2 separate regions of the Mus musculus genome follow, and region 1 is linked to region 2. A link is a contact called in public promoter capture Hi-C data. All regions are on one chromosome and are shown on one strand. The core of a region is the stretch at or near the end of the contact, and the rest is flanking DNA. Distances in the headings are between cores, read along the strand shown. Region 1 holds the start of Upf2 (UPF2 regulator of nonsense transcripts homolog (yeast)). Region 2 holds the start of Phyh (phytanoyl-CoA hydroxylase).

The links. Promoter capture Hi-C pulls out the DNA fragments that hold promoters and counts their contacts.
Region 1: a contact with region 2 is called in a promoter capture Hi-C map of pre-B cells, with 7 times the contacts expected there. The contact joins the promoter of Upf2 here to the promoter of Phyh in region 2. A contact is called at or near these places in 12 of 39 promoter capture datasets (the 3T3-L1 cell line, 3T3-L1-derived adipocytes, cranial neural crest and 6 more), 1 of 15 datasets of contacts at CTCF or cohesin (embryonic stem cells), 3 of 484 Hi-C or Micro-C datasets (CD8 T cells, cerebral cortex and regulatory T cells), 5 of 115 datasets of contacts at active chromatin or transcription factors (embryonic stem cells, kidney, large pre-B cells and 1 more) and 3 of 9 other capture datasets (adipose tissue, liver and pancreatic islet).

Annotation. Positions count from the first base shown.
Region 1 is chr2:5,950,139-5,952,983 of GRCm38.p6, reverse strand. It overlaps Upf2 (UPF2 regulator of nonsense transcripts homolog (yeast)), which reads right to left and starts at 1,515. Exons shown (of 22, transcript NM_001081132.1): 1 at 1,431-1,515.
Region 2 is chr2:4,917,590-4,920,295 of GRCm38.p6, reverse strand. Phyh (phytanoyl-CoA hydroxylase) reads right to left here and starts at 1,300. Exons shown (of 9, transcript NM_010726.2): 1 at 1,152-1,300. The coding sequence starts at 1,226.

The DNA of each region.
Region 1 (2,845 bases), core at 266-2,765, 1.0 Mb before region 2:
AAAAATTAGTGGTCTTGAAATTGAAATAGAATCAACTTTTACAAACTACTCTGCTAAGTACTCAGACAGCCCTTAAAAGGAAAGTATGATTGAAAACCACCTTTCTAGCTCCCAAAATACCGCTCCCGGCACTTGGTCTGTATTATTTTAGTTGCCTTTCTAAGTACATTCTAAACTTCCAAAAGAAAGTAAAAACTGTTTTACTAGTAAGACAGACTCTAATGCAGTGTCCTGGAGAGAGGACAGAGAACGGAGGTGTCCCCTAATACAGCTATAAGTTTGCTAAGTACCATATGGTCTATGTATGAAATCACAATCAGACTGCTCTGAAAACACTACAGAGTAAGAGAATGCTGGTTTACCTTTCAAGTCTGTGTTTTGAACTCAAAATGTTCTAAAGGTAGAACAGCACAGAGATATCTTCCGGTTTCTGAGTTTATTCTTTTACAAAATCCTTATATATGTACGAGACTTATTCAAATTTTTTCAGAGATTTCACCACAGCTCAAAAGTGGCTTTCCTGACGATCTGTACGACTTTTATGAACCCCTAAAAACTATGACAAATGAGAAGGGTCAGTAACAGTCTTATTTTCATCTAATGTGTCAATCGGTACATTTAAGGTTTTCTAAGAGCAAGGCTATTCGCTTCCATGCGTACCCCCAAACCTGTAAGCAGCCTCTGCTAGGCTTCTCTTTAGTTCAACAGTACTTGCTTGTAAGGGAAGTAATGAAAGCCTTGAGTTCGAGTCGAACAGTCAACCATCCTACCTGATTAAAAGGAAGTAAACCCGAACAGCCCCGTTGCCCCCCATCCGCAGGTCCGCTCCAAGCCTCTTCCCCTGCACACGCATCACCCACAAATCTCCCACAAACCCCCGCTGGGTCTCAGGGTCCCACCATTGACACACTTCCCGTCCACAACTCCTATTCCGTGGGGACATCTAAGCCCCAAGCCTAACTTCTCATCCCACACTCCCTCAGACTGCAGCCTCTCCAGCTCGACTGCCTACTCCACATCTTCCCCGCTCCCTCGTCCACGCTTCCCTCCGGACCGCCGAGCTCGCCCCAAGCCTCTCCTCGCACTCTTCCACGCCCCCGAACACCTTCCCCCTCCACGGCAGGCTCCTCCGCCTCCAGCCCCGACGCTGGGCCCAGGCATGCGGGGCAGACACCTCTTCTATCGCCCCTCACGCCGGCCTCGGCCGGGCCGAGACATCCCCCCCACATTGACCGGAGCCTCCGGGAGAGGGGTCTGAGGAGGACGACGTCCGATCCGCTCGTCCCTCCACTGCTCGCCGCCCCCGGAGAGCTGGAGTGCGGAGTCGCCTCTCGGGTCCCTCGGGGAGCAGGAGTCCGGACCGGTAGCCCTCCGCACCAGCTCGTCCCTATCGTCGGAGTGGAGGGGGAAGGAGGATCCCCGGAACTCACCTAGTGCCTGTTGTCAACATTAGCCCCGGGTTTCCCAGCACCAACTCCAGCGCTCGGGCTCCCCTCCCCTCCCCCCGCCGCTCTCGCAGACGAGGGCCCGCCTTCCCTCCGCTCCCCTCCTCCCTCCGCCCGTCGGCCCGCCCGCCCGCCACTCACCAACGCGGCCGGGCTGCTAGGGGGGCGGGGCGGAGCGCAGAGGGAAAAGGAAAAGGCTGCCCGCACGACTGCCTAGTCCAAATGGACCTTCGTCTCCGGTCCCTCGCTATGTGTTCAATCCCTCGTCTGGGTTAAGAAGTGATCAATCTATACCTAATCTCGAGGATGTGCTTCTCCTTCAGATATTCGTTGAAATTCTCCTATCTGTAAATTTTTATGTACAGGCAATGAATAGGACAACCGCTTCCAGCACCTCCAATCAGGGCCCCAGCAGAGGGGAGGAGTGTTCCAAGGACCGGAGGCGGGAAGTGGATTGGTCGTCAGGAAAGGGAAAGCGCCTGAATTGGAGATGCGCAGGCGCAAGCGATTCACGGCTGGGGGCGGGGGTGGGGGGAGCGAGAATGAGACGGGGCGGAACTCTAAGGAGGCATAGAAGAGTGGTGGGATAGTAGAATTACGGGGCGCTGTCGAGGTCAAGGTTGGTAACTTAGTTCTCCGAAGGTTGCCTGATGCGAACGTGAGGAACGGGTTCAAGAAGGCAAACTTTGATTGGACTAATACCGAAAGGTTGAAGGTTTAAAAAATCGAAAAGCTAAAGAACATGGCTGTTGAGGAAGGTAGAGGTAGAGTAGACTGGTGGGGGAATTTCCAGAACCGGTTTAAGGTGTTGGACATGAAAAACAGCTAAAATAGAGAGCAATCAAGGCTTTTCCCATTTGGAAAATATAGAAAGCCCTCTATTGTAAGTATTATAACTTTCACAGTGGAATGAAATCGCCCCGTTTTTAAAGGGATGGGGTTACGAACTTGAACCAAATTGACTGTGAAGTGCATTATCAGCTGCTCAACCTGTTTTCCCAAGTGGATATAATGTGCTTCTGACCTCCGATTCGTGTTCAGATTGTGGTCTGCTTAGATGTACATATGGTTCTGCTCTGGTTGGCCCATAGCCAAAGGAACAAAGGTGCAAAACAAGTCTGGATTCATCAGTGTTCAAGCCCGTACAATGATCTGCTACCAACCTTAGTGCTTGAGATGTCTTTGCCCCCTTTTTATTCAGCCTTTGCCCATTTGCTTTCTCCCTGCCCACTTCATTATTAGCAAGTAAATTCTCTTTCAAATTGTGCACCTCCTGGGTTAATTTTTTCTTGTTCAAAACAACCAATAGGTCAATCACGTAAAGGGCACCGAAGGAGGGAGAGGTGAATGCTGCCACTCTATGCCATTGATAAGTAATTATGAGAAGCTTTTTGTTTTTT
Region 2 (2,706 bases), core at 51-2,550:
GCTTATAAACCAAAAGCCCCACAGGCAGAATAACAGGGAAGGCCAAATAAACAACTATTATGATCAGCCTCGGAGGTGGCAGGCACTGAAAACCCTAAACCATTCATTTTTAGCAATTTCTAGGGCGAGGGGCCAACAGTTTGATGCTTCCTCCCATCCCCCAAGAGTCTGAGTGTATGCATGTATGTGTTTGTGTGTGATGTGTGTGTACACACACGTGTTCGTGTGCATAACTGCTTCCAAGCCTTGGTTTAGTGTTTTGTTTTGCTTTTTAGACCGTCTGTCACTTTTGGCCAGGATGGCTGGCCATTAAGATCCTCAAGTCTGCCGGACGGACGGTGGTGGCACGAACCTTTAATCCCAGCACTTGGGAGGCAGAGGCAGGCGGATTTCTGAGTTCGAGGCCAGCCTGGTCTACAAAGTGAGTTCCAGGACAGCCAGGGCTATACAGAGAAACCCTGTCTCGAAAAACCAACCAACCAACCAACCAACCAACCAACCAACCAACCAACCAACCAACCCTCGAGTCTGCACCTGCACCTCCCAGGGGGATCACAAGCATTTATCACCAGGCACTCGCTTCTGAAGTCGCTTTCCGGGAACCAGTTCAGTCCTCAGGAGACTGGGGACACCTGGCCCCTGGAGTGGGAGCTTACACAGCTAGTGGGATGGTGACAGACAGAGGGCAGGTGGAGATGGGCAGCTAGCTACCTGCTGGACAGGGTCCTGAGCCTTCTCTTTTTGGCGACTGGCGCCTCCTCCTGACCTCTGAGAATCCCTGCCTCTGCCGGCCTTGGTCACAGGCAAGCACCTGTGGGCAACTGTCCTTGGTGTTTCTGGATGCAGAAGTCAACTCAAAAAATGGCAAGCCTCTTTGTGATGACGTCGTCACCTTTCGCTTTATGCTTCCCGCTTTACACCAGCAAGAAACCACGGTTTCTTGAAGGCTCAAAATGCTGCCTAGAGAAGTCCCACCAGAGAGCCCTTCCAGAAGACGAGGGCTCTCTGGGGATGCAGCCTCCACCCGGGAACCCTAGGGATGGAGACAGGGAAGAGATGGCGGCGCAGAGGCTCTCTTATGTCCTTGAAGCCACCACCAGGGCGGAGAGGCTCCTTCGAGCCTGTGAGCCCTTCCACAGCCCAAAGGATACAATCGTTGGGGCCGAGGGTCGGCCGAGGTGTCCCAGAAGGACCTGCAGCCGGGCGCCGGCGCGCGTAAGATTCATGGTGGGGGCCAGCAGACGAAACTGCTGCGCCCAGGTCACACTTAACTTACGGCAAGGCCCCGCCTCCTAGTAGAGGGTGGAGTTCTGTCCAAGGGCAGGACACAGCGCCACCTCCCCCAGGCTGGGGGTTGGGGAGCTGGGGATGAGGGAGCGAGCCTAGGCTGTCTGGAGTCCTTGCTCCCCGCCGCTGTGTCTTTGTTCTAATCTGCAAGGTCCGAAATTTTGCGACTGGGGTGATGCAAGCCGAGCAGCCCGAGGCCGTTAGGGATCTGAGCCACCCTTTTAACTTGGTAGTTTTAATCTATGAACAACTAATCTATGTGACTAGTTCTCCCACTAAAAATTAAAATCATCTGTGTTATTCAGAAGAGACATTAAATTTAGCGTGAATTCATCCTAAAATATTAGAAAGTTTGGCTGTTAGTTTTTAAGAAGAGCGATCCACACGGTCTAGGATAACTTACATTACATTTTTGTGTGTGGTGGTGGTAGTGGTGATGGGGTGTGGTGTGTGTGTGTGTGTGTGTGTGTGTGTGTGTGTGTATGTATGTATGTATGTTTGCATCCTTGTTTGTGGAGATCAGAGAAATAATCTTCAGGGAAGTTGAGTCTCTTTCCACCACCTGAGTTTTGGGGATCGAACTCTGATGGTCAGGTTTGTTCAGCAAGCTCCCTTAACCACTGTGTATCTCACCAGCCAGTATAACATGTAAAATTTCTTATGTAGCTAAAAACTGTTTTCTTTAATCCCAGCACTTGGGAGGCGGAGGCAGGGGGATTTCTGAGTTCGAGGCCAGCCTGGTCTACAAAGTGAGTTCCTGGACCACCAGGGCTACACAGAGAAACCCTGTCTCGAAAAAGCAAACCAAACCAAACCAAACCAAACCCAAAACAAAACAAAACTGTTTTCCTAAAGTCTTTGAAATTCAACCACTACACATAATCTCAATCTCTTTGTCTCTCGGTCTCTTAAGAGAGTTACTTCTAGATTGCTTCTAGTTACTCCATAAACATGTTATTGTTTCTTAAATGCTTTCATTAGATAATTTGGTGACAGTGCCATAGTCCAGGAGAGACAAGCAAGTAACCAGCTGGCTACTTCCTGTTTTCAGGTTGCAGAGATTTGCCCTTTGTGCCTTGACCTTTAGGACGAGATTCGCTTAGCTGAAGCTCCCAGGGCCGGCTTGGTCATTTGCTTATCTCCCAACCTCATCTGTCCAGCCTGAGCAACCTGGTGGAAGCCTGACCATGTCCTGAGAGACCGGCTTAATTAGCCCACAGTTTAAAAGCAGGACTGACTGCATTCCCCCCCCACCCCCCACTTGGGAAATAGGTGTGTTCTTACTGCCCTCACCTGGTGCAAAATGGGAACTGCAGGGAGAAGGAAGAAAACAAAACTGAAATTAGTCTGAATTTGGGTCACCTCAAGCAGAATTGAAAGATTAAGACCGTCATTCTGAGGATGACTGGTTTCCCTAAA